2 separate regions of the Ovis aries genome follow, and region 2 is linked to region 1. A link is a contact called in public Hi-C data. All regions are on one chromosome and are shown on one strand. The core of a region is the stretch at or near the end of the contact, and the rest is flanking DNA. Distances in the headings are between cores, read along the strand shown. Region 1 holds the start of RPS19BP1 (ribosomal protein S19 binding protein 1). Region 2 holds the start of ADSL (adenylosuccinate lyase).

Region 1 (2,963 bases), core at 369-2,868:
CCACCGCCCCACCGCCCCACCAAGCCCTCAGGACAAATCTGTGGCCCTGATGCCAAGGAAACCACCCAGCCCTCTGCTCCTTCAGGGCTACACCTGTCCCAAGGGACAGGCCCCCACTACAGGGTCCTCCTGCCCCGGACACTCCCCTCCCACATTGCCAGCTCTTCTCCAGAGACCTCCTGACCCACACCGCATCCTGGGTGGTTGGCACAGGCCAGCAATGCATAAATGCTCCAGCCCGATGGTCTTTCTTTATTCCCAGCTCTGACACCATCGATGTGACCTGGATAGGTTCCTTGGCCCCTCTGAGCCATTTGTAAAATGAGGGAAACAGTGGTTTCTACTTCAGAGCGAGGGGGGTGGTGTAAGTGAGCCAACAAATGTAAAACACTGAAAACAGCACCTCGAGGTAGTTTGTTATTATTAATGTTTGTTTAGGCATTTCTCTCCCTTCTGGACAAGCTGGTGGAGGTTAGTCAGGTTCATTTACACAGGAGCAACTGAGTCACCTCCATGTCCTACACTCTACAGGGTCTAGTATACAAAAGGCCCTCAGAACATGTTTGTACTCCGAATTCATTCACCACTCATTTATTGAGTGCCTTCTGCATGCCAGGTACTGGGCTAGGAGTGCAGCAGCAGTGAACAAGACAGGGCTCCTCCCTGCAGCAAGAAGAGCACTAATTTCTAAGCCAGGATTTCTCAAACTATCGATATTTTATATAAGAAACTCTCTGCAACCCCATGGGCTGCAGCCTGCCAGGCTCCTCTATCCATGGGATCTTCCAAGACAAGAATACTGGAGTGGAATGCTATTTCCCCCTCCAAGGGATTTTCCTGACTCTGGGATCGAACCCGTGGCTCCTGTGTCTTCTGCACTGGCAGGCAGATTCTTTACCACTGAGCTACCCAAGAGGTGGCCCAAGGTCCTCTTCCTTCTTAAAAAACGTCAGAATCCCAAAGAGCTTCTGCATATGTAACTATCTAATGAGAGTTACCACGTTAGAAAATAAAACAAATACATTTTAAAATATTTATTAATTTAAAATAACAGTAACAAACTCACATATTAACGTAACTGACGTATTTTAATGAAAATGGTTGTATTTTTCAAAACCAAACAAAATAGTTTTTTTAAAAACCCACTGATACTGTTTTGCATTTTTGCAAATATCTTTAATATCTGGCTTAAGGCAAGACAGCTGGATTCTCACGCCGAAGTAAACGTTGCTCTGGTTGAAGTATATGAAAAAATATTTCCAAAAATATATTTCCCTTTTTCGTAAAAACTGAGAATACTAAGTCCCCTCCCCGGCCTTGCCCACTACGTAGCGGCCAGACCGCAGAGGCTTTACCTACGAGGCTGAGTTACTGGCGGGCGGTTTCCGGGGGAAGGTGCCGCCTGTCTCGCAAACGGTTGATTGGGTTGCGATTGGACAACCAATGCTTCTTTGGCGCTTTGGCCCCGCCTCCAGATCCCGCCCCCTTTCCGCCGATTAGTAAACCTTACGCATGCGTTCTAAGGAAGGTGGGCACTTCCGTCCGCTCACTGTGGAACTTTTGCTTCTGGCTCAGGTTTCCGCCGAAACCACCTCGGGGGCCGAGGCGGAAGTAGTTGAGCTGTGTGGGCAGAACTAAGGGCAGCTATGTCGGCTGCTTTGCTGCGGCGCGGCTTGGAGCTACTGGGGGCTCCTGAGGGTAAGGAGGCTCTGTCCGAGGACGTTCGGCCAGGCGGGAAGGTGGCAGGGGCTGGGGGCAGGAGCCCCGAGGGCGCCAAACGATCCAAACCAGTCTTAGCCTCGGTGGGATGGGAACCCTGAGCGCCCTCCGACCCGAGCCCGTTCTTTACAGCCCCCGGCGCCGCTCCAGGACACACCAAACCGAGCCAAGCTCCGATGAAGCGGACCCGGAAGGCGAAGGCGACCCAGGCCCAGAAACTGCGGAACTCCGCCAAGGGAAAGGTGCCCAAGTCGGCGCTGGGTGAGCTTGGGAAGGCGCTGAACGCGCTGCTCCCGGGGGCCGCGGTGCCCTGGAGGAACTGGCGCTGGAGTCAGGGCTTCACATGTTACCCAGGCGTTTCTAGACTACCTGCCGTGCGACGGCCGCGGAGCGGGGTCCTGGGAACACGGAGATGAACGAGTCACATCGTCCCGACCCTCAAGGTCTACAGTCCTAGTGGGGAGAGAACACTGAGGAGTTTCAAAATCAGCGTTTTCAAACTTTTTGGGTTTGGGTTGGGTCAGGTTGGGTCTCTGTGATGAGATTTGTGCTGTAAAACTAGGGTAGTATGAAAGGGACTTAGAATAAAGACTTCTCTGAGGAAGCGACATTTAAGCACAGACCTGATGGAAGTATAAGAATGAGCTGGGGGAAGTATACTGTTGGCATATGTGGAATCAGAAGTTTACTATTAATCTTTGAAATGTCGAAAGAAAGAAGCCTGGTTGAGGTGACATACGGTAAAGGAGGGTGAGACACTGAGCGTTTAATACAAGTTAACACTCTGGGTGCTGTTCTCAGCCTCTGACAAATGTTTGCTCATTTGTTCCTCACAACCCTGTGAGGTCGGCGCTGTCATTACCCCCATTGCTCAGATGCAGAAACAGACCCCTGCCCAGATGGTACAGGTGGAAACCAGGCAGTGTGTCTCCAGAGCCCTGCTCCCACCTGTCCCTTCAAGCAGAAGGTGCTGTGGCCTGAGCACCGGTGACAGTGCGGAGATAACAAGAGAGTCCTGCAGATGGAAGCTGTGTTGATGGTGTCAGTGGTGGATTGGCTGTGAGGATGGAGGGAGCATCTTGAGGGATTTGGTGACGCTTAATGAGATGTACAGACTTGAACAGTGTGGGCAGGATGGCAGGGTGTTTTGATGTTTTGACCTGTGGCAGGACTTGAGCTCCTAATGTGTCTTCAAATCCCCACTGTTAGTTGCTCCGTTGTGTCTGACTCTTTTGTAACCCCGT
Region 2 (2,888 bases), core at 249-2,748, 720 kb before region 1:
CATGCTTATAAAGAATTGTTTTGAGAATTAGTAAATTAATTTTTAAGGTCTTCAAACTGCTGAGCACACATAGCAGGCACTGTAGAAATGTCTGCTAGCATTTAAAAAAATTTTTTTATTGGAGTATAGTTGCTTTAAAAGAATGTGTTAGTTTCAGGTGAAAAGCAAAATCAATCAGTTATCATATATCCATCCACTTTTTTAGATTCTTTTCCTATATAAGCCATTACAGAGTACTGTGTCTGCTAGTGTCATGTACTACTTTATTTCTTGAGCAAGGTGATAGGAAGGGTGTAAAATTTAGGAAGAAAGTTTCCTGTTCGGGGACCCTATACCTTGGTCCTAGGTAGGTACTCAGATTGTTTCTGAGGTTACTAAATGTCATTTCGGAGAGGACTGCCATCTTGCTTGTGTGGCATTTTCCTCGGAAACTTTATAGCTCTCTGGATCACTCTCATGCTTCCTTCAGCGCTTCTGTGAAGATCCTTCTGGGGCTATTTCTGAAACCGCTCGGCAGAATACCTCTACATGAAGCTCTCAGAACCCATAACTCGCATCTAATAACCCCCTACCCTGATTCTCTCTCCCCAGAGACAAAAAAAGGCAGTCTAGTGAAGAAGAAAAAATGGCCCAGGAAATGTGTATTTTGCAGTGACAGGTCTCTGACTACACAGAGGCATGTGGAGGGCGAGGTGGCTGGGCGTTCAGTTAGGCTTTGCATGGTCATGGGTTCACACCGGGTTCCTTTATTTATAGGAGTGCTAACTCGCTTCAGTCATTTCCGACTCTTGGCGACTCCTGGACTGTATAGCCCGCTAGGCTCCTCTCTCCATCGGATTCTCTAGGCAAGAATACTGGAGTGGGTTGTCATAATGGTTAGAAGCAAATATCTCACTGGCACATCATCGAGGCTTGGTCTTCTCTCCTATAACGTGGGAAACCGCGCCCTAGTCTGCAAAGTCTTTCTGAGTTAACCGGGTAAAGATGTGTGCAGAAGCGAGCACAACCGCACAGAAGGAGCACTCGGCGGTGCACTCCTACAGGAACCGCCAAGACTTACTCCCGGAAACGGTAACTGCACTTCTCGCCGCCCACCGTCCATCTCCAACCCTCCACCATTAAAACGTGTGAGGTAACAGGTGGCGACTGCTGGGCCTCCTGCCCTGGCCTTCCTGGGGCCGTTCCTCCGGAAAGGGAACACCTGGCCGAAAATAGCGGGGCAGCTGCCTGGGGAGGCTCAGCCCGCGCACTAAGTCCCAGCCTGGCACGTGCAGGGCGGGGCCCGCCTCCAGATGCGTTACCTGCTCGGCCTCCGCCAGCCATAGCCAGAGCTGCCGCCAGGTCCGGAATTTGTACTTGTCGCTAAACAGGAAGCACATCTCCGGGCTGGCATAACGGGAAGCAAGCGGCGAGCGATAGCTATCGTACTCACAGGCCGCCTCCCGCCCGCCACAGTCGCCCCCTGCGGCCATCCCGGACTCTGGACCCCGCCGGAGCTGACTGGGTCAGCGAGGGCGGAAGCGGAAGTCTGTGGGCGGGACTTCTTCCACTTGGTTCCACCCCTGGGGTTTCCGGGAGACCAGAGCCTTCAGGGCTGCAGATTTTAGGCTCTTCGCTGCTGAGGGTTAAAGCGTTTCTCTTGGTTTTACGAGAAACGTGGTCAGTGCTTCACAAGTTACCTCCGCAGCTCTGCGTTCAGTTTTCTCATCCGAAAAAAGGTACATTAAGACCCGCCTTTAGGATTGCTCTGAGGACATCAAATTGATGTCCAAGACATTTGGAAAGCACTGTTTTTTTGCTATTATTTTTGTCTCCTCCCCTCCCCTCCTGCCGCCTGCCGGGCCCCCAGCACGGTTCTGAGACAAGTACAAGACAGGGGAAATCGGCATTGAGTTCTCCGCCCTGGGACACGTCTTTCCCACTACATCTTACTCAAGGTCAGAAAATGTCACCGATGAACCCACTCTTCCCTCTGGTTGGCCACTAATAATAAACCCACTAATGTTTATGGTGGTCTCACCGGTGGCTCAGACGGTAAAGAATCTGCTTGCGATGCAGGAGACCGGGTTCGATCCCTTGGTGGGGAAGATCCCCTGAAAAAGGGAATGGCTACCCCAGTCCAGTATTCTTGCCTGGAGAATTGCATGGACAGAGGGAGCCTGGTGGGCTACAGTCCATGGTGTCGCAAAGAGTCCGAGGGTACTGAGGGACTAACACTTCACTTTCACTAGGTATCAGGCACTGACCTGAGTGCTTTACACAAGTAATCTCATTAAATCCATGTGAGGGCCCTGAATTGTTCAGGTATTGTTAAATAATACAATACACTACTCTCCAGTGCGGCGTAAGTGCTCAGTAAATGCCTGCCATTATTCTGATCCCCATTTTTCAGGTGACAAAGTGAAGGCATGAGGAGATTGACCGTCTTGAGATAGCTCATGTGGCTCCAGGCTCTCAGTTCTTACCAGATTCAAATGTTTTCTTCCCTTTGTGCTACAGTAGCAGCTACTATATTGCTTTGAAATTACCTTTTTTTGAGTGTCTCACTATAAGGGGATGTCCATTTTGAAGTTTCAGCTTGTTGGTTGAGGTGGCCCTTTTCCCAGTAACTGTAAGACTTAAGGGATATTGAAAGTTCTGATTAAATCTCAAGATTTGTAAGATCTCATCTTTGACAATAACTTCTTGTCACCTTTCCATTTCTGCTTTTTTTTTTTCATGATTCACTAAAAAATGGATGGACCACCCTTGTAGTGTTCTCCCGTCCCACCTCAGATTTCATATAGGCCTCTCTCATAACTCTCACCAGAGTTCAGTGCTGTTGGCCTTTTCCATTGATGGCAAACTTGGTGTGGGCGGGGATCATGCCTGCCTTGGTCCCCGGTGTC

The links. Hi-C and Micro-C count contacts between places; a contact is called where the count stands out from the background.
Region 2: a contact with region 1 is called in a Hi-C map of liver, with 5 times the contacts expected there. The contact joins the promoter of ADSL here to the promoter of RPS19BP1 in region 1. A contact is called at or near these places in 7 of 16 Hi-C or Micro-C datasets (blood, hypothalamus, liver and 2 more).

Annotation. Positions count from the first base shown.
Region 1 is chr3:216,775,350-216,778,312 of ARS-UI_Ramb_v3.0, reverse strand. It overlaps RPS19BP1 (ribosomal protein S19 binding protein 1), which reads left to right and starts at 1,618. Exons shown (of 4, transcript XM_004007001.5): 1 at 1,618-1,698; 2 at 1,852-1,980. The coding sequence starts at 1,647.
Region 2 is chr3:217,491,092-217,493,979 of ARS-UI_Ramb_v3.0, reverse strand. It overlaps ADSL (adenylosuccinate lyase), which reads right to left and starts at 1,498. Exons shown (of 12, transcript XM_060413572.1): 1 at 1,433-1,498. It overlaps LOC106991094 (a long non-coding RNA gene), which reads left to right and starts at 1,548. Exons shown (of 2, transcript XR_003588544.3): 1 at 1,548-1,937.